4 separate regions of the Mus musculus genome follow, and regions 1, 2 and 4 are each linked to region 3. The links are chromatin contacts, called in public HiChIP or PLAC-seq and capture Hi-C maps. All regions are on one chromosome and are shown on one strand. The core of a region is the stretch at or near the end of the contact, and the rest is flanking DNA. Distances in the headings are between cores, read along the strand shown.

What was found. HiChIP or PLAC-seq counts read pairs in DNA pulled down with a chosen protein or histone mark. Capture Hi-C pulls out chosen DNA fragments and counts their contacts.
Region 1: a capture Hi-C map of embryonic trunk shows a contact between it and region 3, with 4 times the contacts expected there. The contact joins two enhancer-like sites. A contact is called at or near these places in 7 of 39 promoter capture datasets (the HPC-7 cell line, cranial neural crest, frontonasal cranial neural crest and 4 more), 8 of 484 Hi-C or Micro-C datasets (the G1E-ER4 cell line, the HL-1 cell line, differentiating embryonic stem cells and 1 more), 13 of 115 datasets of contacts at active chromatin or transcription factors (embryonic basal ganglia, embryonic hindbrain, embryonic limb bud and 3 more) and 4 of 9 other capture datasets (adipose tissue, embryonic stem cells, embryonic trunk and 1 more).
Region 2: a contact with region 3 is called in a FOXA1 HiChIP or PLAC-seq map of pancreatic cancer cells. The contact joins two enhancer-like sites. A contact is called at or near these places in 2 of 39 promoter capture datasets (liver and trophoblast stem cells), 6 of 484 Hi-C or Micro-C datasets (B cells, the C10 cell line, the HPC-7 cell line and 3 more), 3 of 115 datasets of contacts at active chromatin or transcription factors (embryonic stem cells, pancreatic cancer cells and stem cell-derived neural progenitor cells) and 2 of 9 other capture datasets (embryonic stem cells and embryonic tail).
Region 4: a contact with region 3 is called in a FOXA1 HiChIP or PLAC-seq map of pancreatic cancer cells. The contact joins two enhancer-like sites. A contact is called at or near these places in 5 of 15 datasets of contacts at CTCF or cohesin (embryonic stem cells, large pre-B cells and pro-B cells), 2 of 484 Hi-C or Micro-C datasets (both in the G1E-ER4 cell line), 5 of 115 datasets of contacts at active chromatin or transcription factors (embryonic stem cells and pancreatic cancer cells) and 1 of 9 other capture datasets (embryonic stem cells).

The regions. Positions count from the first base shown.
Region 1 is chr5:92,697,029-92,704,289 of GRCm38.p6, reverse strand. The region is part of intron 1 of Shroom3 (shroom family member 3); the gene reads right to left. Among named protein-coding and RNA genes, the nearest start is that of Shroom3, 17 kb to the right of the region's middle. Within about 2 kb of position 5,604, at least 77 of the 459 cell types and tissues checked have an H3K27ac peak or open chromatin away from gene starts, as enhancers often do.
Region 2 is chr5:93,294,314-93,301,234 of GRCm38.p6, reverse strand. No RefSeq gene overlaps it. Among named protein-coding and RNA genes, the nearest start is that of Ccng2, 30 kb to the right of the region's middle. Within about 2 kb of position 4,309, at least 83 of the 459 cell types and tissues checked have an H3K27ac peak or open chromatin away from gene starts, as enhancers often do. A contact at or near this core is called in embryonic fibroblasts, pancreatic cancer cells and trophoblast stem cells, where this site is marked.
Region 3 is chr5:92,993,767-93,000,316 of GRCm38.p6, reverse strand. All of the region lies in intron 1 of Gm36764 (a long non-coding RNA gene), which reads left to right. Among named protein-coding and RNA genes, the nearest start is that of Gm36764, 12 kb to the left of the region's middle. RefSeq lists an enhancer at 2,023-3,050. Within about 2 kb of position 2,551, at least 106 of the 459 cell types and tissues checked have an H3K27ac peak or open chromatin away from gene starts, as enhancers often do. A contact at or near this core is called in the G1E-ER4 cell line, embryonic fibroblasts, pancreatic cancer cells and 1 more, where this site is marked.
Region 4 is chr5:93,318,678-93,325,089 of GRCm38.p6, reverse strand. No RefSeq gene overlaps it. Among named protein-coding and RNA genes, the nearest start is that of Ccng2, 54 kb to the right of the region's middle. Within about 2 kb of position 2,724, at least 22 of the 459 cell types and tissues checked have an H3K27ac peak or open chromatin away from gene starts, as enhancers often do. A contact at or near this core is called in the G1E-ER4 cell line and pancreatic cancer cells, where this site is marked.

The DNA.
Region 1 (7,261 bases), core at 4,355-6,854, 300 kb after region 3:
TATATATATATACAAAATATTTTTCTTTTTTTAACCATGTGTGTTTTACGTGAGGGCAGTGGTGTCGGATCCCCCAGAAGCTAGAGTTATAGGCAACTGCCAGCTGCCTGATGTGGGTGCTGGGAACCAAACTCAAGTCCTCCACAAGAGCAGCCCACACTCTTAACACCTAAGTAAGGTCTCTGCAGCATCCCGACCAGCTCTTAAAGTGCCCGCTCCAGGAGAATGCACCATTAGCATTCGCATTTCGTGGTGCTGCCATTACCGGCAGCCATCACCTGATTTGCAGGGTATTTGTCTCTTTCAGGGCACACAAAAGTGAGCGTATTAGGTGAATTAAATTCTGGCCCAAATGTGGCATGCTAAATTGCCCATGGTTGGCTTGGTGGCAAGCGCTCTAACAGAATAACAGACTCAGCCTGAGCTGAGACAACAGATCCTTGGCAAGGGCTTCTGGCATTTGTGGCTTCATTCGCTAAGTGGGGACGTGTTTTCTAAGGGCTTCATTAGCAGTTGAAGGTAGGAGCAATCTGTGAGGGCATACCATTGGCTTCCTAGTTAAGCTGATCCTGGTCCACAGACCAGCCTATAAACTAGGCTGACCCCGGTCCACAGACCAGCCTATAAACTGTGGTGATGCGTTCTCAACTCCACAGGAAACTCCCACCCGTTAAAATAAATCCATTGGAGAAATGCTCTTGCATCTTCTTTTTAATTCAACCACTGTATTTTTCTCAGCCCCACCCAAAAGCGTTCCTCCACCAAGAAGTTGAGTTTACTGTAGCTCTGACAGAAGTTCGCTTTCCAAGTTCTGTATTTCGGAAAGTGTTATGGAGCATAAAAGATAAGGGTCCCTATCTCTTGAGATGTTTTCCATCTTGGCTTCCAAGCACCTGCAGTTTTGTGGTTTCTCAAAGTACTTTCACACAAAAACTCACTTGATTATCACAGAAACCTGGGAGGTAGATGGAGAGACATGGTAGAGCAAGCAGCCCTAGCAATAGAGGGGTCAGATCCTCTGGCCTTTAATCTCTTCAATTATAGAGTGGGAATTATTGCAGGACCCACTTCATACAAGGCTTCTAAGACAAAATGGGCGAATGCAAACACAGCATTCAGTGTACACATACGCTAAGCACTGATTCATATACAATATGCAATGTCTGGTTGTCCCTTTGTTTTCTCGCCTAGGCTAAGTCAGCCCAAATCAAACCCAAATCCTTCACTCTGGTTTCCAACATCAGTCAGCAGAAAGATGGACTAAGTCCTTGGAAGTCAGACTTACAACCCACTCAGAACCCTGGTGCTAACATCTGTGAGCTCAGCCATCTAAGAGCTCAGCACATCTCACAGACCATCAGTTCTGACCAAGTTTAAGAAAGTCAGGGCTATACCACCATAGTGAGTCTCCTCCTGTCTCCTCACTGAGTCCCCTGAGCATCACCAGTGACTATTCTCAAGCCTTAGCTTCCACACAGTGTTCTCCGTGCTAGAGCCCCTGACTAGTATCTGCCTTATCCCTTATATTCCTCAACTCTTCTATACTCACACACAGCTAGACTTCAATCTTAGATAAATCATAACCATATAACTGTGAAGACCATGTGATCTCCAGCAGGGCAGAGAACTTTTCTCAACTCCAGTTTGGTCACCATTAAAATTGAGGTGATGTTGGCTATGGTGGTGCATGTGCCTATCATCACAGCTGAGGCAGGAGGATCATGAATTAGGGTGAAGTCTGAGCTATACGGAGTGATGCTAGTGCTTAAAAGAATGAGACAACACGCTTCTCTTTCTGGGGTCAGGGGAGGGCCAAGACTAAGGATAATACATAAAGGGTATGGCTGTAATACCCAGTAGCGGGACAGTTGGGGGTACGGGGCTATCATCCCAGCATTTGGGAGGCAGAGGCAGGCATATCTCTGACCACACTTCCCCCCCACCCCCCATGGATGGCTCTGACATGAGTCTCCTTTGCACTCTCTGGCGGAGTGCATGAGAATCTTTTATGTCCCCTCAGCTCCCAAGAGGCCAATTCTTTCCTTATCTCTCAGTATTGCTAAATTGTCAAAACAAAACACCCCTGATACACACACACACACTCTCTCTCTCTCTCTCTCTCTCTCTCTCTCTCTCTCTCTCTATCTCTCTCTCTCTCTCTCCCTTTAGGACTTGGTTATTGTTGTTAGTTGTTTTATTTTGGGCATTCCATATGATTTAGACTTTGGGATTTGTTTCTTTTACAAGATGGATGTTTTAGATTCTTTCCTAATGAAACGCAGGATTATCACGGAGCAAGAATCTGCTAACACATTGAGGAAACAGTGGGGTCCTGACCTCTGTACTGTGTGAGAAGGATTAGAAGAGACTGGCCTGACGCCTGAGGATTGCAGACGCTAGTCAGGGGTCCTGACACATCGAGCTGTCACCCAAATCTCCAGCTCACTAAACGCAACAAACTGTACCATCCTGAAAATTCACAGTGCGGGTCCGAACACGAAGACGGATGAACACTCGAGATCAGGTGCAGTGGGAGGGGAGAAAACCCATTCTGCCTTCCACTGCTTGACAAGGCTGTGATAATGCCCAATAATGCCCACTTCGGAACTGCCCATCACTGCTTGCTTAGCAAGCAGTGCTATCGTCTGACCCCATCGCTCATGCAACAGAGGACAAATAATGCCATATTCAATTTTAGCTGATCTTTGAAGGGAGGAAAAGTTTTCCTCAAGGAGTCTGTTGAGAGCAGTGCCCAAACCCCACGTTTTTCATTTCTGAGGACGCACTGACACTTTATGATATAGAACAAGAAGCCAAAAGGCCCGGAGAGCCGATAGCAGAGGCGGGCGGATTTCTGAGTTCGAGGCCAGCCTGGTCTACAGAGTGAGTTCCAGGACAGCCAGGGATATACAGAGAAACCCTGTCTCCAAAAACCAAAACAAAAGGGAAAGTGCAGTTATGCTCCTCGAAGCTCCTCAGCTTTGTATTTGTCAGCAAGCTAACCCTCAATGTTCTTCAAGTGCTCTCTGTCTGTCTGACTGTCTGTCTGTCTCTCTAATCTCTGCCTCTGTGTCTGTCTTTCTCATCTCAGTCTCTGTATGTCTGTCTGCTGTACCTCATGAGTCATTTAAAGAAATATATATGTAGGATCACAGGGCTCCCAATGGAGGAGCTAGAGAAAGTACCCAAGGAGCTAAAGGGATCTTCAACCCTATAGGTGGAACAACATTATGAACTAACCAGTACCCCTGAGCTCTTGACTCTAGCTGCATATGTATCAAAAGATGGCCTAGTCGGCCATCACTGGAAAGAGAGGCCCATTGGACACGCAGACTTTGTGTGCCCCGGTACAGGGGAACGCCAGGGCCAAAGGGGGGGAGTGGGTGGGTAGGGGAGTGGGGGTGGGTGGGTAAGGGGGACTTTTGGTATAGCATTGGAAATGTAAATGAGCTAAATACCTAATAAAAAACGGAAAAAAAAAGAAATATATATGTAATTGCTCATGCATGAGTATTTCTGAATGGATCCTATGATGAATTCCAGTCATTTGTTTTGATGGATGCCCGCATGTATGTATATGCACCATGTATGTTACCTGGTGCCCTCAGAGGCCAGAAGAAGGTGTTGGATCCCCTGTAACGGGAGTTATAGACAGTTATGAGCCACTATGTGCTGGGAACCAAACCCAGGTCCTCTGGAAGTGCAGTCAGTGATTCTAACAACTGAGCCAGCTCTCCAGCCCCTAAACAAATCTTACTACTAGACTCATAATTGCCTTTGGCAACTCTGTGATTGTCTGGCTAATTTCACATTTCCTGCAAATTAGAGAGCATAGCAGTTATAAAATCCCGTTAAAGCTTTAAAGTTCCAACTGTCATGGTCTCCCAATGTGACTATATTTGGAGCTGAAGCCTTAAAAGAATTAAATTATAACGAGGCCATGAAGATGGTTGGTAATCTGATCTGACTGGCCAGGCAAGTGAATACCCAAAGAGAGACCACAGAAAGAAGCAACCTGAAACCCAAGCATGGAAACTCCAAGGAAAGCTACCATGCCACCACCACCACCACCACCACCACCACCCCACCCCCCGCCCCATCATGGGCTGAATCTTCAACTGTGAGCCAGAGGGAAGTCTTGCTTCTTTCAGTGCTTTATCAGGCACTTTGTATTAGCAACGATAAGCTGTAATCTTGCTGGACAGCGCTGGTGCACATGTTAGATCCCAGCAATTGGGAGGCAGAGGCAGGTGACTCTCTCTGAGCCTGAGGGCAGCAGCCTGGCCAACAGTGTTGAGTTCTAAGACAGTCAGGGCTACACAGAAATCCTGGCTCAACAATCAAACAACAACAAAAAACAAAATATAAATAAATAAATAAATAAATAAATAAATAAATAAACTGCAACTGTACATTTGCATGTTTTACTGCACGTAAGTCATGCTTAAGTGCGACACTTTAAATAAAATAATTTAACTAGCCAATGAAAGCATGAAACAAAAGAAAAAAATAAGAGTAGGCCTACTCTAAGGATAAGAATTTAATATAAGATGAAAAAAATGTTTATTTTCCTCCTCCTCCTTCTCATTAACCCACCCACATACCCACATGGTGCTGAGAACCGAACTCAAACTTCACCCAGGGAGGAAAGCACTCTATCATTGAGCTACATCCCCGGACCAACACAACTTTCATTTTAATGAATGAAAGCATAAATAGATTTAGATAATTCTGGTACCAGCAAAGATAAAATCTGAGTCCTCTGTGTTTATGTGTGTGTGTGTGTGTGTGTATGATGTGTACGTATGTATGAAAGTCTCACATTGCATATGTAGAGGTCAGAGGACAACCTTGGATGCCCCTCCTCCTTTGTTTCACACAGGGTCTCTGTCGTCTGCCTCTGTATATGCCAGGCTAGCAGACTTGCAAGCGTCCGGGGATGCTGCCTCCTCCTCCTCCACTCCCCATCTTGCTGTAGGAATGCGGTGATTGCGTGATTGCGCATGCATCAACTGCATCTGGCTCTACACAGGTCCGGGAGGTCCGAACTCTGGTCCTCATGCTCGTATCTCCCCAGTTCCCCACCCCTTCCTTCCTTTTTTAAAACTATAAGTACGTTTGCCAGCCATGAGACACAGTGTAGGAGATGAACGCTTTTGAAGTAACTGGAGAAGAAATCATACGGTGATACAGAAATGGTACCTGCTGGAAATCTGTGCAAATTCAAAACCCGCTTTAGACCGGCTCCTGTGAAAGTTGGGTTAAGCTCTGGAGCAGGAATGTATTCAGAGGTCAACAGCCAGAGAGAAGGTGGGGGTGGGGGCTGCCCGGCAGTGATTCACTTGGTAGTTTAAAACTGCCTTTTATTCTTATTCCTGTAACCTCTATAGAACCCGTGAAGAATGGGGGTGTTTTCTCTAATGCATGGAATTGTAGTAACAGACCAAAGTCTCCTTGAACACTGCCAGTAAAGAAAACGCAGCATCTGTGACTGGCTAAACTGGGTGGGATGGTAACCTAATCTGTAGCTGCTGTTTGAATCCTGTTCATTATAATCATGTAGCGCCGTACAGTGAGAATGCACTGGGAGGTTTTCAACGCGAGCGTTTTCAAAGACTACATTCCTCATTAGACCTTCCCCATTAAGCCATGCTTGAGTGATGCTACACAGCTGAATACTTGGGATTTTTTCCCCCTCTTGTCTCAGTCTGAAGACAAAGGATTCTTCCGCTTGCCAAAGTTCCCCCAGAGCCTAGGTTGAGGCGCTGTGACAGCGCTCCGGTGGGGAGCGGGGAGCTTTTTATTCAGCTTTCTGTCAGGCCTCATTCACTAAATAGGGATCGGGTTGGACCCGTATATGAAGACCCCCCCCCGCCCCCCAAAAAAATTCAGTGGAGGAAAACGTTGCCCAGGCAGAGCCTTGCATCCTGTTTGCCTTCAGAGATGCTGAGTCATGATGCACACAAGGCTTAAGGACCAGATTCTTTTGGTTCTAACTTCTTCACAGACACAGCATCATCAGCAAGTTTGCTATTAGTGCTAGCTGGGAGGATAGCCCTGGGTTCAACACCCAGTATTAAAAAAGGAAGGAAGGAAGGAAGGAAGGAAGGAAGGAAGGAAGGAAGGAAGGAAGGGGAAGCCTTGTAGGTAGGTAGGTAGGTAGGTAGGTATACTATTCCATTCCTAACTCCACCCCAGCTCCCTCTCCCCCATCTTAGGCCCCCATTGATCTACTGTGTGTCCTTGGATTTGCCTTTTCTGGGTTGCATGTTCTTTTGTGCTGGCTTCTTTCAGCAAGCATCAGGTCTTTGAGGTCCGTCCATCTTGTAACATATATATCTCACCATATCCAGTTCCTCTTTCCTGACAAGTTGTATTCCATTGCGTTCTATATTACATTTTGTTTATACAGCCGATGGCCATTTGGATCTTTTTACACTTATTGGTTAGCATGAAATTGTGAGTCCATAGGCAGTTAAGTCCTTCTATGGATGTATCTTTAAATATAGGTCACGGGTTTTACATTGTAAGGATTGCATTACTTTTTAATGTACTCCATACATGTGAGTATCAGCATGTATGTATGTCCATGTGCATGTGGCAGGAAGGTGTGATCTGCTGGATGTGGGTGCTGGGAACTGAACTCTGATCCTCTGAAAGAGCAGTGTGTTCTCTTAACTGCTGAGCCATCGCTCCAGCCCCAAATTTTCTATTTATTAGTGTATATCATTGTACAAAGTGAAGGGCCTCACCAGGACATTTGCATTGAAGTATGTCATGTATTTGGCCATATTCACCCCCTTACCCTCTCCTTCCTTTTCCTTAACAGCTCCCTACTACCTTTTGTATGGTGTGAGAAGGCATCATATCCCATGATTGTGAGCCACCATGTGGTTGCTGGGAATTGAACTCAGGACCTCTGGAAGAGCACCTCAGTGCTCTTAACTGCTGAGCCATTTCTCCAGCCCACCAAGGCAGCTCTTATGAGGACAATATTTAATTGGAGCTTACAGCTTCAAAGGTTCAGCCCATTATCATCAAGGTGGGAGCATGGCAGCATCCAGGCAGACATGGTGCTGGAGGAGCTAAGAGTTCTACATCTTATTCTGAAGACAAACAGAAGACTAGCTCCCACATGGCTAGGAGGAGGGTCTCATTGACCATCCCCACAATGACATACTTCCTCAACAAGGCCACACTTTCTAATAGTGCTTCTCCCTGGGCCAAGCATACTCAAGCCCCACACCCAGTCTCTACCCTC
Region 2 (6,921 bases), core at 3,060-5,559, 300 kb before region 3:
AATTAACCCATTTACTCTAATCTACATTTGCCACATGGCTCAGTGTGTCCAGCTTCATCCATATCTGGCTGGTGACTCTCCCGTTCATGATTCTTCTCCCAGAGTCCCTATCTCTTCCTAGAAGTTTCACCTTTCCTTTCCTGCCTAGCTATAGGCTGTCACCTCTTTATTAAAGCCAATCAGAGAATGCAGACAAGGAAGGACAGAGACACATCTTCACACAGTGCCCAGAATGTTACCCCAACAGGTTACTCCATGTATTGAACCAAATGAAACTTCCTTACTATCCAATGCACAAAAGCCTCTGTTTCTTCCTCTATTTTGGGCATTTCTGTTCAGATGCATTAATCAGGTTAAACGATGCAGGACTCTTGGCTGGCAATTCTCTTTCTGTAAAATCACTTAGATGATGAGATCTGGGTTCTTGGAGCACTGGTATTCGTAGAGGTGGCTGGATTCAGATGAGCCTACCAATGATCTCACAGCCCAAGATAAAATAAATACAGCTCTGCTACCTTCAGGTGGAAGGTGTTAGCCAACAGGTTATATAATTAGTATTTCCAGCCAGACATTTGCTTTCTAAAATTAAAACTTCTATGAAGGTAGAGGGAATCTTAAAAGCCACATGGTGCTTAGAGTTCATTCTTCAGACAGCACAAAGGACCCAGCCTTCCCTCTAGATAGTCTAAGCAATCTGTTTCACTCCCAGGCATCGGGCAGGTCTCTGAAGAACAGAGGAGCAGTTAGCTACCAGACACTTTCTATCATCTAGCCTTTGACAAAAGACGAGGATTCCAAGAAATGGGTGGAAACCTGGTTACAACCTGGTCCAGAACAAAGAACTAAGATTGTTGGACTTGCTTTCACCATAGGATCTCTAAGCCTCTTTCTTACGTAAGTTTGAAATTAAGTAGAGCTAAAACAAGCTTGCAGGCAATTGCAAAATTAAGGTTTCAATGTAAATAAATAAATAAATAAATAAATAAATAATCTAACAGGAAATCTAACTGCAGCTTTTCCAAGGACCAAACCCTCCAAAGTCACAATTACTAGGGACTTTCCTCCATCTGTGTTTCCAGAAGAAGGGGAATGCCTAAAAACTTGACTTAAGGGAGCTGTTGGGAGCCCCTCCGGGGCATTTTCCACAGCAACAGTGACTAATTCCCCCTTCTTTTGAGGCCTTTGAACAACTCTCTCAGGTTCCCCTGCCTCTTTTCTTTCACTTCTGCAAGTAAGCTGGCTGAAGTGTCTAAGCTACCCTCAAACCCGACCAAAGCTTGGTCCTTCCCATTTGCTCCTCCTAACAAAACCCCTCAATACAGAAGAGCCTCTAAAAGTTGAGAAGAGAATTAGAATCACGTAGAGCAGCCCACACCTGCCAGGCCAGCATCAACAATCTGTCCCACAGGACTCTTTCAGACACCAAAGCACCCCTTCTTATTCGGTCCAGACCAATCAGAACGCCTGTGAGCTCTACAGTTCTGTCCCTGCCTGGCAAGGTGAAAGCAGGCCTTTCTTTAGGCAGTCATGAACTCATGATTTAAAGACTTGTGAAGACTCCTGAGTTCTTAGAGATGTATTTTAAGAGAATGATTCAGTCACTTTTAAAAGGCTGCTGAATCCAATTCCCCTCCGGCAACTTATTCACACTATGGAAGATTTCTAGTCTGCCCCCAAGAATTTCAGAAGAAAGAATGAGTATCTGTTCACCAAATACTGGTGCTGAGAATGAAATGTCCTTAACCTCAGACAATGCTGAGGACATAGTCACTCACCCCTGTGTCACTCATGCATTGATGTACTCAAAGACCTATTGATTCTTACGGTTTAACAAGGAAGGAACCTCGAAAGACTTGGATCTTGTCTGCTTCCAAGGCTGCATGAAGGAATTATGAGAGGCCCCAGCACAGGCTTCTGAATGGCTGGATCCTATGGCTACATTTGGAGGTGAAAAGCACTGGTTGATAATAAGACACTATTACTCCAAACTAATATAAAGAAATAATCTAGAGTGCTAGAGAGAAGACTGCGTGATCGACCAAGGTTCAATTACCAGCACCTAGGTGGTGGCTTATAACTGCCTATAACTCCACTTCAAGGGAATCTGACATCCTCTTCTGGCCTCTGTGGGCACAAGGTATACATACACACATGGTGCCCAGACATATAGGCAAGAAAAAACACCCATACACATACATATAAAATAAAAATCAAGTTTAAAATGTGCTTTAAAAGAAAGAATCTAGTTAACAAGAAAATAGATAACAGAGGACTTTAAAATAATACATGAATGTATTTCCCCCTCCAGGAGGAAAAATTTAATTCCTCTCCCATTCAGTATATACAGGTCTAGTGACTCACAGTAAAACATAATAAAAGGGGGGAGGGGCGGAAACAACCTTACAGTGAAGAAACCCAGCAAACACATTAGCCAGGTGACCCAGGTCAGCTACACTAGTGACAGATCTGTTGTTACATTCTCCCTGATTTAGCATAGTGAGAATACCTCACCCTATGGTATGCATGCTTTTGTAACCAATCACGAGGAAATCACCAGACATAACCAAATAGGCCAACAGTGGACAAGCTCCTAAACAGCTCTCTTCAATGAAGGCCTTTCAAACTTGGGTGCAGTGGCACACCCTGTAATCTCAGCACTGAGGAAGCTTAGGTAGGAAGACCACAAGCTCAAAACCAGACTAAGTTGCAGAGAGACTCTGGATCAAAAAAGAATTGAGGTCATGAACAATAAAGAAAGGCAGAGCAAATGAAACTGTGCTGTGCTGCCTACTTATATCAAGTTGACTCAAGCTAGAGTCATCAGAGAGGAGGGATCCTCAGTTCAGAAAATGTCTCTGTAAGATTGGGCTGTAGGCAGGGGGTAGGGCATTCTTAATTAGTAGTCGATGGGGAAGGGGTCCCTCCATTGTGGGTGGGGCTAACGCTGGGCAGATAGTCCTGGGTTCTAAAATAAAGCTGGCTGAGCAAGCCATGGGGAGCAAGCCAGGAAGCAGCACTCCTCTATGGTCTCCACGGTAGCTCCTGCCTCCAGGTTTCTGCCCTGATTTCCTTCCATCATAAACAGTAAGGTGGAGGCATAAATCAAACAAAGTATTTCCTTCCCAAGTTGCTTGGGTCATGGTAGTTTCATTACAGCAACAGGGACGTGATTAACACAGCCTAAGGAGACATGTTGACTAAATAAATGGGGTACGGTGCCTGGTTGGAGTTCCAAAACAGGATAGCCTCGAAATGGAAAACCTGAGGAGATGAAAATAAGAGTTTAGTTCATAGTATGTCTCGGGTTTGTGAATGATCCTGGTGTGATCAGATGTGAAGGTTTAGGGATAACTGGTAAAGGAAGTATGGACTTGTCACTGTCCCTGAAGCCATATGTGTCTGTCTAACTGCCTTTAAAAATGTCACCTCCTGATCAGGCAGTGGTGTCGAGGTGGCACAAGCCTTCAATTCAGGCTCTTAGAAGGCAGATCTTTGAGTTCAAGGCCAGCCTGGTCTACAGGTGGAGTTCCAGAACAACCAAGGCTACATTGAGAAACCTTGTCTGGGGAAAGAGGGGGGACAAAAAAAAAAACTAGAAAAGGAAAGAAACACCCGCCACCAACTGCAGGTCCACTCTTAGGATTAATTAGAGCAAAAGTTCCCAAAGCTGCAAGTGAAGCTGCATGAGTCTCAACCTGGAGTAAGGAGCAGAGGCGAGAGGCCAGCTGGAGCTCAGCCCAGCACCAGCACCGAAGCCTGGGTGTAGGGGGATCTGGTCTGTTCTTGTGATGCCACTGGTGCTCTCTGGAAATAACTCTTGACTCCAGCCTCACTTCCCTCCTGAGTTTTCACCTGCCTGTGCCCATGGAAAGGGGGTCTTCTTTGGAAGCCAGGTGGCACCCACAGGATTGGCACACACACACACACACACACACACACACACACACACACACACACACACATAAAAGTGAAGAGGTATGTGTTCAAAATAAAGTTAATAACCAATTTTAAAACCACCCACTACAGGAGATCCTGTAAGCAGGGGTTAAGAACATGACATGCATAAGAGGAGAAAAAAAAAACAAACAAAAATCTGGGTTTTATTCTGGTCTCTATTACCTACTGGCTATGTAGCCTGTCTAAGCTTCAGTTTCCTCATCTATAAAATGGGGGTAAAAATAGGGCTTACTCATAGGACTGTGGTGAGGCATGTGGTTATTGAACAGCTCACAGAACAAACAGAGCTCTTGTTATTATCCATGTGCCGTACACATCCTGACTCAACGCAAACAATCCAGTTCATTAGTCCCCGGGCTCCACCTGAAGAGTCAGAGTCACAGAGGATGAATAATGGGCTCTCAAGGTGACAGAGTCTAAACCCAAGCAAGCTGGTTCTGGAATTCTTCCTCTTGGCAGACCGAATGGCACTGCAATTTCTGTTATCAGAAAAGAAAAAGAAAATGAAAGGGAAAATTAAAAAAAAAAATCCCAACGGTTAAACCAGAGGGTTGAAGGTCAGCTCTACAGAGAGTGCTGTGTGAGCAGTGGTTTAGAAACAAGCCTGGAACTATACCAGACTCCCGAGTGCCTGCCAGGAGTGATTGCACTTGCCTCTGCGGACCAAGGGCCAGTGAGAACTTTATACCTAACATCACATCACAGCTCCACAGAAATGAGAGAAGCCCACTCCCATCTCGGCTATCCCAGGATTTTCCAGTTCGTTTTCTAGATAGGAAGCTTAAAGACCAGAGAGGCCAGCTCAGAACAACATATTAGACAAGCCTTAGAGGAGAGGAACCAGCCCACATTCCACATTTAGTCATCACTCTTTATGGTCAAAGGTCAGGGCACTAGGAGAAGCCTGAGGCAATGTTCTTGAAGGTTCCACAGCTTCCCAGGCTAAGTAGATGGCTTACACAAGGCACAAACTTGGCTTGGGCTCCTAATTTGACTATTCCATCTTCAATTTGCTGCTTAAATATTCAAAGTTGCCACCCTCTGAATGCCTTCTTTCCGATCCCTTAGCTGCCTCTTCACCTGTGTTAATGGGTTGACAGCCTTTTGTTGGAAATGAGAAAACTCTGGTTCAAAGTGATGAGGTTTCCCATTGTAATGGTTAATACAGTCAACAAGATAGCATCTAGAATCACTGAGGGAGTGATTACCCTCATTAGGTTAAGAGGAGAGGTCTAAAACTGGGTGACACCATTCCAAGAGCTGGAGTCCTGGACTGAATGAAAACCAGAGGACTGAGCCCTAGCAACCATCACAGTTTCACAACTGTGAGTGCAATGTAGCCAGCTGTCTCAAGTTCCTTCAGCTGAGGCTTCCCATGATGCACTGGACCCTCAGACTGTGAGTCAAATAAATCCTTCTTTAAGTGGCTTTTATCAGGATCTTTTATCACAGCAACAGAGAAAATAATGCTGGCAAGAGGCAGAGATAGAACCAAACCCCCATTTGGCAGAATCCAAAGTACTGCTGGGGCCTCCAAAACAGTCAGCTTCGAAGGATGTGCTTGCCCTGGAAGTTATCTTAGGGATGGAAGCACCAAGACATGAGGAAAACCCACACAAGTTTTTATTCCATGGCTTCAGGCCAAGGCAAACTGCTTCAAAATACTAATCTAGCCATCTCCCCCACCCCACCCCCATCTTTTTTTTTTAACTCCACCAAAAACTGGAGAAAGGAAGGAGGAGAAATATGCTTTACACATATAATAGTTCTAGCTCCAGTTTCCTTAACCAGGTCTGAGCTTGACTAATTCTAGGAGTCCACAGTGCACTCGGACAGCAACCAGATCCTAGGCTTGCTGGCATAGAACACAGCAGCCAAGGGAGCAGGTTGATGGTAATCCTGCCCGACACAATAGAAAAATACTTCCTGGGCTCTGCCCATTGGAAATTGAAGTGTGTATTTGTCCAATTCTCTTTTAGATGAGGCTGGGGAGTGTTACAGATGCAGATGTATAATCCTATTTATTTTATCTTACTGAACTGCAGAATGTGTGTGCCTCATTAGAGTATACAGAGCTAGAACTAACCCAATTTTTACTAGTGATATATTTTTATATCCATGTTTCAAATGAAAATAACTGTTGTATGTTCTACAGCAATGCTGCTACCCAACATGGACTGTCTTGTGGCCCTCCTGCCTCAACATATGCTCTGTTGGTACCCTAGCTTGTGAGCCTATTTCCCACCTGCTCATTTGTTCTACCCTCATTTGTCTTCATGACCTCTGGGCCAGCTTTCTAAATCACCATGTATACATTGAGCACAAAACTCTTCCTTGGCTCCCATATTGTTCATGATAAAGACAAAATTTAATCAGTCAATGAGCAATCACTCAAATGCCATCAAGGCTCTAAAGCCCTTCAGTTGACCTGCCTTGTACTTTTTTCAATGCTCTTCCTTCTGTTAATACATCCTTCTCTTCTTATCTTCCCCATTCTACCTGTCTAATCCCTACTTGTATTTTGAGGGCCAACGCACGCTTTGTATTCTTCAGAAAAAAATCATTTCTTTACATAGCTCACATCTCAATCCATTGGGCTGCTACATCAAACACACACTAAAATTGGTGACTTATAAAATGTGTAATTTTATTTAACATAATTCTAGAGACTAGGAAGCCCAAGGCCAAGGTACCATCAAATTATTTTATTTTTTTTAACAATTTATCTTTATTTTATATGCATTGGTGTTTTGCCTGCTTGTATGTCTATGAGAAGGTGTCAGATCTTAGAATTACAGACAATTGTGAGCTGCCATGTGGGTGGTGGGAATTGAACCCACATCTTCTGGAAGAGCAGTCAATGCTCTTAACTGCTGGGCCATCTCTCCAGCCCCCAAATTCATCTTATAGTGAGAAATGCTCTTGATTCACAGATGGCTCCTTTTTGTTATTGAGAGAGCAGAC
Region 3 (6,550 bases), core at 1,302-3,801:
TATCAGCTGGTCTGCCTCTCTATCCCAGCTCCCTGAGGCTGGAGGACATACCCCTACGGCCTTCCTCCTTCTGCCTGAACTGGGGCAGTCTCTCTCCACAGGCCGCTGTTTTCCTTCCTCTTGGGAAATGCAGTGGACAGGAGACTGGAGGGTTAGGACTTTGGAATTTGGTGGCAACCCATTGCTTCTCAGGTCTGTGACAACAGAACCTTAATGGTTGTTTGCTTGTTGTGCGCTGTTGTAATAGATCATGTTTTTCTACATTTGTTCCCATCTTCTCCCGGGACTTAGTTTCTTCATCTGTGAAATGGGGACAGTGTAATACTCCATGTGTCTTTCCCACTTCACACACTCCTAAAGATCCTGACCGACACACAGATAGTCCCTGGGAAGCCTTATTAAGATGGGTGTGATTAAAGTGATATGCCTATTTTTTGAATCTGTTCCATATCTATGGCTTTTCTTAGAGAGTACTTACCAATCCCTATTTTGACAATCTGGGAGAATAATAATTATAATAACGCTATCATTTTTTCAAGTTCAAAACAAGAATTTATTCTTTATTTTTTTTCCTTAAAAAAATGTACCAGGTACAATTTTCCCATTCTTTTTGTTTGTTTGTTTTGTTTTTCAAGTTTCAGCAAATGCTTGTTCCCCTGAGCCAAGCCCCAAGTGTTAATTGCTGAGGCTGGGTCAGAGTCTTAAGTGGGGGCTGGAGTAAGTGGGAACCATATGACTGGATGAGGGGCACTCTTCATTCCAGCTGAGGTAGGTGGGTCAGAGTCTGGTCAGGTGAGAGGAGGTTCCCCAGTCCTTAGGCCTGACTTTGTTCTGGACACCTTCCTCAGTCAGGACAACAAAGCAAGGAGACACAGGCAGGAGGAGAGGGACAACTGAGTCTGAGCCCTAGGTCAGAGATGGTTAAACCCCTGTGTTACACATACATGCACATTCTGTCTCTCTCTCCCTCTCCCTCTCCGTCTCTCTCTCTCTCTCTCTCTCTCTCTCTCTCTCTCTCACACACACACACACACACACACACACACACACACACCCTACACAAACCCAAGTTTGTATGCACACACACAGTTGTACACACACACACACACACACACACACACACACACACACACACTGGCTTTCAAAGATGGGTTAAAGGTCAGGGAAGGGAAAAGGAATAGAGAAAACAGAAGGAAGCTGAGTCTTTGGCTAAGTGACTCAGTTCCTCTGGAATAAAACCTCTGCCCTTAGCCAGAGGAGAGCAGCTCTCCCCGTGCCCGACATTAGCTTCTTCAAGTCCTGAGGTTGGAGCAATATCTGAGAGTGGGGTGATGCCAATTATCAGGTTTGGGAGGTCACCAAGGCAATCCAATTTGAATAAATTATAAATTAAAAATAAATAAAATAATAAGTGGCCCCTACCCAGGTCAGGGAGGCAACGCTGGCATTACTTGCCTGGGAACTTGGGACAATCTCAGGGTGGCCTGGGAAACCCAAGGGAGGGGCCAGGCACATGGAGTACCCAGAGCAGACAGGGAATGGAAGGACTAACGCTATCATTTATTAAGACTTACTAGGGTACATAAGGAGTGCATTAGCAGTCTCATTCGGACAAGGCATGGTGCCCCGTGCCTGTAACATCAGCCAGCCTTCTGAAGATTGAAGAGGGGTGGGGGTGGGGGATCTGAACTGAGGGTCAACTTGAGTTCTATAACCTACTCTACTTTTGTTATAATTAACGACAGAGTGCTTCCTAAACAAGCACAAAGCCCCAGGGTAGCTCCCCAGTACCTCAAAAAGGGGGGGAAGTCCCCATTTGAGAAGTGGAAATAAATATTTTTCAGATGAGTTACTAGCCCATGAGGGGTGGAAATAGACAACTTTAATCCGCACAGTGCAGAAGGAAAGAGACAGAAACAGGCTTGAGGTGTGGCTCACTATCTCCTAGCATTTCTTTCTTTCCTGATCCACCTGCCTCTGCCTCCCAAGTGCTAGGATTAAAGGCATGGACCTCCAGCCAACACTGTCATCTCATCCTTGCTGCCCCTCCCATGTCAACATGCCCACTCTTTCCCCTCCTGCCCCTTCCCACCCCCTCTGCAAAAGCATGTTTATTTACAGGCTTCAAAAGTGTCTGAAAAACTACCAAGGAAATAAGGGGAAAGCCTCAGGCCATTCACTCCTGTGGGAAAAGGAAGTGAGGGACAGAAAGGGGCATCAGGATTAACTGGTCAGAGCAACTCTGGACTGTGTGGTTTACTCCAGGCATCCCAGAGGAGGTGACACATCCTGTAGTCTGCTTCCTGCAGAGGAGCGACTCTCCTACGTGACAGTGATGTCTTCCACTTTAAGTCTTGCTTGGCTTGGGGGTTGGAGAGAGAGAGCTGCAGGGAGAGGGGGCCCCAACAGGAAATGGGGAGGGGAGAGGAGGAGGACTCTGGAAGAAAAGCATCTGGAATTCATCTCTTGGGGATAAGCCTAGCAGGCCCAGGCTCTGGGAACTCGGCTGGCCTCTGCTGCACAGCCTTCTAGTCTTGCTTCCTAGTGTGTAACCAACCACATGAGACAGCCTGCACAGCAGGCATTGGAGATATCCAGCAGAGATGGAGAGACTCTCCTTGGGAGATGAGGGCTGCTTCCAAGACTTAAAGGGCTGCGCAAGTTGCACAGGCTGTTGCAAGGTATGCAAGCTGGAAGAACAAAACCATCCCTGAGTAAACAGGCTGACTGGAGGGCAGTGTGGCCTGCACATGTGTGGGCCCTTAGTGCTCAAGGGATGGTATGAACACAGGAGCTGACGGAAGGAGGCTTTTCCAAATCCATTTGCACTGGGCTCTGCTTTCCAGAGGAGCCCTGGGGAGGAACATGAGATAGCCCCAGAGCAACATCTTAAGAAGGTCTTTAAAGTACTCCAGGCTTGTTTTAGATTTGGGGGAAAAAAACAGTTCTGGAATCATCTTGGACTGTCCATGAAGTCCGGAGAAGCTGTTTTGGAAATGTAATCCAGTCATGTCATTTCCCTGCTTGGAAAACACCAGAAACTCCTGCTGAAAGAGTTGTTCTCACCGGCCTTCCTGACAGGCGCCTTCCTGACAGGCTCCCAGCGGAAGGCTCCAGCCCTGTTAGCCACTTGGTCCTCCAAGCTTCAGGTTCAGGCCCTTTGAACCTGCTATTGTTTTTGCATAGAAGAGTGGTGTTTCCAGTGCCTGGATGAAGTGTGTGAGCCATCTATGTACAATGGGATAAGACTCGGCCATAAAAATAATAGGATCTTGTCATTTCCATCAGCATAGGTTGAGAAGTTATGATAAGTGGAATCAGCCAGACACCGACGGGCAAGGGTTGCCTGATGATGACACTCATCTGTAGACTATAAAAACTCTGACCTTGTTGCAGTTCAGAACAGTATAGTGATCCTCAGGGGCTAGCGTCAAACTGGGGAGGGTAAAGCATGTATCGATGGGTGTAGCCTTCAAGCAGATGGGAGAATCCGTTCTGGAAACTATAAGCAGGTGTCAAGATCTGTGGCCTACAAGTAGGTACACATCAGTTAGGAACAAAATTGAGGGTTGGACGTGCTGCTGAGTGGAGAGCATGCTTAGCACACGCAGTCTGTGGGTTCAACCTCCAGTACCTCATTAACAAACCAACTCACGTCAGCAAACGGAGTCGCTGGCCCCAGGGGGTGGTTGTACTGTTAAACTCCAGACTCTGGCTTGGTTTTGAGCGCTGAGGTAATTCAGTGGGACCTGGCTGTAGCTGGGATCTTGGAGGCTGTCATGCAATGATGGGCTCTTTAGGAGTCAAGGCCTCATGGGAAGGCATGGAGGTATGTCCCGCCACCTCCTGTCTCTTTCTTTGCTTCCTGGCTGCTAAGATGTGAGCTGCATCCCCCACAGGCCTACACCAAGATGCTCTGTCTTACAACAGGCAACAGGCCAACCGACTGTGTACTAGAATTCCCAAATTGTAAACCCAAATGAGCTTTTCTTTCCTGCTGTTTCCCTTGTGTTTTTAGGGACTGAGTCTGTTTGTTTGTTTGTTTGTTTGTTTTGTTTTTGTTATTGTTTTTTTAAACCTGATTGGCCTGGAGTATTTTGTCACAGTGAAGGGAAATTGCCAAACACAACTTCTCTTAAAAATTGTATCTCGGGGGCTAAAAAGTTGGCTCAATGCTTAAGAGCACTGGCTGAAGGCTGGAGAGATGGCTCAGTGGTTAAGAGCACTGACTGTTCTTCTGAAGGTTCTGAGTTCAAATCCCAGCAACCACATGGTGGCTCATAACCATCAGTAATGACATCTGACGCCCTCTACTGGTGTGTCTGAAGACAGGTACAGTGTACTTACATATAAATAATAAATAAATCTTAAAATAAATAAATAAATAAATAAATAAAAGCACTGGCTGCTCTTCCAGAGGTCCCAAGTTCAATTCCTAGTAACCACATAGTGGCTCACAATCATCTGTAATGGTATCCGATGCCCTCTTCTGGTGTGTCTGGAGACAGCTACAGTGTACTCATATACATAAAATAAATAAATAATTTTTAAAAATTGTATCCCAGACATCATAGAACACAGAATGAGTTATGTAGTGAGGATAGCTGTCGCTTTATGTGTTCTGAGTGATATAAAGTTAATTTTTTCAGTTTTGACAGCCACTGGAGTTGACAGATGTCAGCCCATTCCCCCATAGCCACTTCCTACTAATGAGAAGCTGCTTTTGACTGAAGCTCAGAGGTGTAATTAAGGTGTAATCATCAGAGGTGGATGATAAAAGTGAATTGTGCCTGGCCTCAGAGATTGTTAACCAGCTCAGCAAATGTTGAGGGTAGCAGTACCAGGACGCAGAAGAGTAGGAGGTTAGGATTTGTGAAATGACCCTTGGTTTCCCATTCGCTTGCCTGCTCTTCCTGTGTGACTTGGCACCTTTTCCTGTGGCAGGGTAGAATCTATTTTTCCATCTCAGAGATCTAAACCAGTTTTGTGACTTGCTTTGGTTTTTGTTTTAGAGCCTTTAAAATATGTGTGTGTGTGTGTGTGTGTGTGTGTATGTGTGTGTGTGTTTGGTTTTTGTTTTATCGTTGTCTTGTTTTTAGACAGAGTCTTACTATTTGGTCCAGGCTGGCCTTGAACCCACTATGTAGTAGTAAGGCTGTCCTTAGATTTCCAGTCCTCTTGCCTTAGCCTCAGGGCTGGGACTATGGCTGTGTGTGACCATATCCAGCCCTTGTGACTTGCTGTGACTGATGATGTGAGCAGAAGATGTGACACAGACCTCAAAAGCGCCTGACACACATCCCTGCTTGCTTGCTCTTTTTCTTGGGAAGCCTTGACCTTGTTCACTGAGCTTGAACAACTCTGCTGACAAGGAGGGAAGCCTTGCCCTGAGGTCTCACTGCCTAGCTGACAGCCAGCAGAACCAGCAGCAATGTGGGTGAGGCCCTCAACTGGTCTGCCAGCTGTGATGGAGCCTCAGTGAGATCAAGGACAAACTCAGAAAAGCTAAGCCATTTGACCTGCAAACTTCTGAGCAGCAAGCATGACTGTCAGTCACGGAGGAACATGGGAATAGGAACTGAAGTTAGAGAGGACCTCGGTGGGAGTGGCGGTGAAATGAGGTGGACAAGGGGGTGGAGGTGCTCACTCTCTTTCCTCCTTGGAAATGTCAGTGTCAAGCTAGGTTCCTGGTCCTCTATTCCTGCATTTCGAGATAATACGAGTTCAGCTGACTGTAAGTAATTTGTTGGGTAAGAAGACCGACCCATTAGACTACAAGATAAGGCTCAGCAGTTGGTTATTAGCTTACAGCCTGCATGCCACCTGCTTTCATGTTATTACTAGAACAGGGTCCATGGTTCAGAGTTCTATAGTGGGCTGGAGAAATGGCTCAGCGGTTAAAAGCACTGACTGCTCTTCCAGAGGTCCTGAGTTCAACTCCCAGCAACCACATGGTGGCTCACAACCATCTGAAATGGGATCCAATGCCCTCTTCTGGTGCGTCTGAAGACAGCTACAGTGTACTTATATATGTAAAATAAATACATCTTTTTTTCTTTTAAAGAGTTCTATAGCAAGAGGCTGGAGAGATGTCTCTGCAGATAGGAGGAGCGCTTGCTCTTCTTGCAGGGGACTTGGCTTCGGTTCACAGTACCAATATGGTGGTTCAAGCTACCTCTAACCTTCAGTTCCAGAGGACCTGATGTCCTCTTCTGGACTGCACAGACACCAGGTGCATATGGGGTACACATTCATACAGGCAGGCAAGCACTCACACACATAAAATAAAAGGTAAAATAAATCTTTTTTTTAAAGTTTTATGACAAATGCAACAAATGCTATTATTTAGCCCACACAAAATATTTATTCATTTTACCCCAGAGATTACAAAAGCTAAGTTTTCCATTTCCCAGACTCCTTTGCAGCTAACAATGGCCATTTGGCTCACCACATGTGATATCCATGGTAGTCTGCTGCAATGTTGCTGGAGGAAAATGCTTTTCTAAGGAAAGCAACTGTTTACTACTGTGTTCTCTCCTTTCCTTCCTAC
Region 4 (6,412 bases), core at 1,475-3,974, 320 kb before region 3:
CTATCCTTGGATATGCACATAAAGGACCAACCATAGTCTTCCCAGTCTCTAAGCTATAACAGAACCCCAAACCTGCTGAATGGCAGCATTGGTATGCAGAAGACCAGGTCAAGGGTAATAGGCCTGCTAAACTTTCTTTTTCCAGAAAGTAAGAAAAGGCCACTCTCAAAAGACCCTCCCCTTCTGAAAGCTATATGAAATCTTAGACATGCTGGAATATGTAAGATGTGATTTAAGAAGGAGGAGGTAGGAGGAATTTTCCAAGGTACATCAGCTCATTATTTTGGCCTAGCTAGGCTTGTCAGAATATGTATTTTGTCTATCACCTCCTGTGGGTCCAGAAAGCTGTACAATTGGGGGAGCTGGTTTGGAGCAAGAGTGAGTTCAGACACATCCAAACCCTGAAAATCTCATCCTGAGACAAGCAGGGGTAGGATTGCTTCTTCCTTGCTCTGAGCCTGCATGTTCCAGTGCATGTGACAGTTTTGACCCCCATCTCCACCACCCTTGAGGTAGTCACATAACCTGATGGCCAAATTACAGCTTAAATGCCCTCTCTCCCTATAAGGACATGTCCAGCAAGCACCTGGAATTCCTCTTCATGCAAATGAAGCATTCCCAGGACCTCAGCCTCAGCCAATGATGAACACTCACCCCAAAAATCCCTACCCACTCCCCAAGGTTGATACAACCCCAATGATGAGAGCTGATACATTGAAAACCATCTTCAGTAAAGGTTATTTCTCCTGTAGTTCTGTTGATGTCGTTCCCGTCTAATCCACCCACCCAGATAAACTTCATTCCTTCCAGTCCAGCCCAGTGTGCTGTGTTCCTGGATACCCTGAGAACAGAAGCAGACTCCAGCAGCAACCTCCCTGTTGAGATGAGGTGAGGGTGTGAATAAGTGGTCTTTTATGTCGTTCAGGAAGAGCTTAGGGGTGTACGTGTACGTGTACGTGTGCGTGTGCGTGTGCGTGTGTGTGTGTGTGTGTGTGTGTGTGTGTGTGTGTGTGTTTAAGGCTAGCCCAAATGTTCAAGTTCCAAGATTATTCAAATGAGAAAGTACTCTCAGATGGGCAAGATAGGGGGATGGTTGTGGCTAAGTATTGATGCCAGAAACTAGAAGCATGTCCCCAGAGAGATGAGAAAAAGCCCAGAGAATAAAACTAAGACAGGGCTAAAGCCATAGAGGAAAGCCTGGTCTCCCATCTGTAGTTTCACCAATTGGAGCTTTAAATGCATCTACCAATAGAGGGCACCTGGAAACCACAGACAAAAAAAAAAAGAGCATGCCAGAACTGCTATTGCAAAATAGTCTAAAAATTGAAATGCAGTGTGAATGTTTCCCAGGAACATGACCAAGGGACAGAGGGTCCATTTCTAGTCAGAAAGGTAAGGTAATTCTCAATTTTACAGAGACAACACAAGTGAGCTGTGCTTATGAGCTGAGCTAGTGGCAATCACAGTGAATTCTCCCAGCCCTCTTTTGAAGGAAAAGTTCTTCATCACAGCTGTGCACAGCTGCATAACTGACACCTAAGATCCTCTGAAGGCTTTTCAGAGTGTCCCCAGAGTCCCATCACCACAGAGACTCTTCTCTCAGAGTCTGTGCTAAGGGAAAGTCACGTGACTTCTAATCTCCCAATCAGAAACACCAGAGGGACAGACTGAGAAAGGAACATGAGGAAGTTGGTGACTGGAGCCCATCTTAGAGATATCTGCTGCACAGTTGTCATATTTAATGATGCAGGAATTGGTGAAACCATGTCTGACCAACAGCAATTTAATCAACTCCCCTCATATAGTAAGTTACTGGTTCAGGTTTTGTTTATAATTTAGAAGACAAAGGGAAACACGTTACAAGAAGAGGCAAAGTTAGCTTCTAGAAAGTCTACATTTATTAAGAGATTACTGGATGACTGTCTGCCTCCTTCCCTCCTCCTCTCTGCTATATTTGGTAGCTAAGAGAATTGAATTCTAAGCTAGTGGTGAGTTTAGCAGCTTGAACCTTCCAAAGACTTTCGGCCAAGCTCTAATTTTCAAGTCTGAGAACAGCAGATAACTCGACTCATCTGGGCTAGGGTTCATCAGAGAGACAATGCAAACTGCAAGATGGTACTGGGACAAAAGGAAAGGACATACGGTAAGACCTGATGATATTACAATCAAGACAAATGATTAGTAGATGGGGGTCTGAAGACAACAGTCTTAATAGAAGTGAAGGCTAAAGCAATCAGAAAGGTGAGTAAGACCACTGGACCCCTTAGGAAGTCAATGCCCAAGGTATTAACCACATATCAAGAAGGAGAATAGAACCTAAAGCCAATCACATGTGCCAACAGGTCCTAGAGCACTTAATATGCATGTAGACTAAAAATGCAGATGACATCAAGGGGAAGAGATTCTATAATGGTTTTTCTCTCATTTTATAGCAGAAGCAGGTCTTGGGTTCAAATCCCAAGACCTCTTATATATCATCTACAGAGGTACTTCAGGTTAGGCAGTTGAGAGGTGTGCCTTATTCCTTAAATACTATCTCAGATGTAAGTCCTGGGTGACCTACTCCACCCTATTATGTCTTTATTGGTCATTTAGACTTATGCAAACACAGGCATGATTCAGCTCATGACAATCTATGATCTTGCCACACCACACACTGTGTTCATAGTAGAAACCCTGGTTTCCCAGTTGACATGAGAGTCATCATTTATAATAGTCAGACAAGGGCGTCTGTGCCACAGGAAGTGATTGTATCCCTAATACACCTAGCTTCCTGCTGAGCAAGGTTAGAGTAATCTCAGCCTGACTGCAGTTAGGGGCGTAGCTTCTTGCTATTTGAAAATGATACTTAAAATTTTACTACCACATCAGGTAGAGAGTAGTTATAACGGCTCTTGAATTGTATACAAAGCTATTTTAGAAATGATCTAGAAAAATGAACATTTTTCATATCATCAAGAATAAGAAAGTGATGTAACCTGTGGCTCTAACATTTTTCTCTGTGATAGTAACTACTTTCTGTGATTGTTCTAGTGAAAATGCGGATGCAGTAAGTGAGAATTCAGATTAAGAGCACCTAGGCTTAGCACCTATGTTCTACTGTTCTTCCTTTCCACACGCACACACTTTATACCATCGGGCATGACCTTGATCTGCTTCTCTTATAATCAGCGCCGTAGCCCTACATTTTGGAACCAAATAAAATACACAAAAACTAAGAATGTCTGTGCCATCAGGAGAATCAGAAGCATCTAGCCTCACTTTAGTCTAAAGCAAAGTGGTAAGAACAAAATTAGTAGGGACCGGAACCCTAACCTATGATGATAAGAGCTGTTGAGAGAAAGTAGAATGAAATCAGACAAAAATGAAAAGCCAACCTCTGGCCCATCCTCCCTCCTCCCATCCATCTGCCAATCAATCAGTGGCCCACCCTCCTTCCTCCCATACACAAGCCAATCAGTAGCCTATCCTCCCTCCTGTCCTCCCTTCTCCAATCCACCTGCCAATCAATCCGTGGCCCATTCTCCTACCTCTCATCCGCCTGCTAATTAGGACCTGTCTCAGGCTCCAAACCTCTCTCAAACCCAGCTCATTTTAAGGCTTTTTTTATTTTAAATCTAAAGTTTCCTGCAAGTTCTATTCGATTAGACATGAACACACACTAAACTTGAAAACAGAACCAGGAGAATGCTAGGGAAAACAGAACAAAAAGAGGTCCCTACGGTGGAGCTAGGCTGTTAAGATCTGCTTTGAATCGACCATAAAGGCAAAGATAGTAAGCTGCAAGTGCTAATGATAATGAACAGAAAGAAGCTTTCCACACTGGGGGTGTCCCTGCTGAGGACACTGGATATAGAGAGTTCTGTCCTTCAAATCTTTCCAGTTATGCAAGCTGTCAGCACCCAGCCTGGAGACACGGCTCCTTTGAACTCTTGCCTAGTTACCTGTAAAGTCCTGGCATCACAAAAGTAAAAACAAGTAAAGAGATATGAGAGCCCACTAGAGTGTCCATGGCATGCTTACAGTCATTCTACTTCCTGGCTCGCCTGGACACTTGTGTCTTCTATTGATCCTTCTAATGAACCCTCCTCATCCCTAGAAGATATAAAGGAACTTTAAACATCCTTTTTTATTTTAAAAAAATTGTTTAACTTTAATATTCATATCCTTTCATACCCTAAAAATTTCATTAATGAATATTTAATTCTACCCATAACTGAGGATCCTATATCTAATGTTGAATACTATATTGTTTCAAAACATACAAAATATTCTTTGGGACTTAAACATAGTAAAAGAACATAAAATATTAAAAATGAATCATTAAGAAATATATTCAAAAGCCCTTATATGATACCACCTGACATACTGAGAGAGTATTTAAAACACGCTATGTGTCTGTGTACATTGTCTAACAATCAGTTTACTGAAAAAAATTATCAGAGTTTCTAGGAAAAAATTGTTTTATCAGTAAGTATATTTTAAAAATTTCAAAATAGCAAAAACTCTTTGAAGTTAAACATTAAGAAAATGTATAATCAAAATGGCTATCATGCCGAAAGCAATCTACAGATTCAATGCAATCCCCATAAAATTCCAACTCAATTCTTCACAGAGTTAGAAAGAGCAATTTGCAAATTCATCTGGAATAACAAAAAAAAACCTAGGATAGCAAAAACTATCCCCAACAATAAAAGAACCTCTGGTGGAATCACCATGGCTGACCTCAAGCTGTACTACAGAGCAATTGTGATTAAAAAACAACAACAACAACAACAAAACTGCATGGTACTGGTACAGCAACAGACAGGTAGACCAATGAAATAGAACTGAAGACCCAGAAATGAACCCACACTCATGGTCACTTGATCTTTGACAAGGGAGCTAAAACCATCCAGTGGAAAAATGACAGCATTTTCAACAAATGGTGCTGGCACAACTGGCGGTTATCATGTAGAAGAATGCAAATTGATCCATTCTTATCTCCTTGTACAAAGCTCAAGGCTAAATGAATCAAAGAACTCCACATAAAACCAGAGACACTAAAACTTATAGAGGAGAAAGTGAGGAAAACCTCGAAGATATGGGCACAGGGGAAAAATTCTTGAACAGAACACCAATGGCTTGTGCTGCAAGATCGAGAATGGACAAATGGGACCTCATAAAATTGCAAAGCTTCTGTAAGGCAAAAGACACTCAATGTCAATAAGAGATAAAGGCCACCAAGAAGATTGGAAAAGGATTTTACCAATCCTAAATCTGATAGAGGACTAATATCCAATATATACAAAGAGCTCAAGAAGCTGGACTCCAGAAATTCAAATAACCCCATTAAAAATGGGGTACAGAGCTAAACAAAGAGTTCTCAACTGAGGAATACCAAATGGCTGAGAAGCACCTGAAAAAATGTTCAACATCCTTAATCATCAGGGAAATGCAAATTAAAACAACCCTGAGATTCTACCTCATACCAGTCAGAATGGCTAGGATCAAAAATTCAGGTGACAGCAGATGCTGGAGAAAGAGGAACACTCCTCCATTGCTGGTGGGATTGCAAGCTTGTACAACCACTCTGGAAATCAATCTAGCGGTTCCTCAGAAAATTGGACATAGTACTACCGGAAGTTCCAACAATACTTCTCCTGGGCATATACCCAGAAGATGTTCCAACTGGTAATTAAAGATACATGTTCCACTATGTTTATAGCAGCCTTATTTATAATAGCCAGAAGCTGGAAAGAACCCAGATGTCCCTCAACAGAGGAATGGATATAGAAAATGTGGTACATTTACAAAATGGAGTACTACTCAGCTATTAAAAACAATGAATTTATCAAATTCTTAGGCAAATGGTTATATCTGGAGGATATCATCCGGAGTGAGAAAATCCAATCACAAAAAAACTCACATGATATGCACTCACTGATAAGTGAATATTTGCCCAGAAACTTAGACTACCCAAGATACAATTTGCAAAACACATGAAACTCAAGAAGAAGGATGACCAAAGTGTGGATATTTTGATCCTTCTTAGAATTGGGAACAAAATACCCATGGAAGGAGTTACAGAGACAAAGTTTAGAGCTGAAACAAAGGATGGACCATTCAGAGACTGCCCCACCTGGGGATCCATCCCATAATCAGCCACCAAATGCAGACACTATTGCATATGCCAGCAAGATTTTGCTGAAAGGACCCTGATATAGCTGTCTCTTGTGAGGCTATGACAGTGCCTGGCAAATATAGAAGTGGATGCTCACAATCATCTCTTGGATGGAACACAGGGCCCCCAATGGAGGAGCTAGAGAAAAGTACCCAAGGAGCTGAAGAGGTCTGCAACCCTATAGGTGGAACAACAATATGAACTAACCAGTTCCCCAGATCTCGTGTCTTTAGCTGCATATGTAGCAGA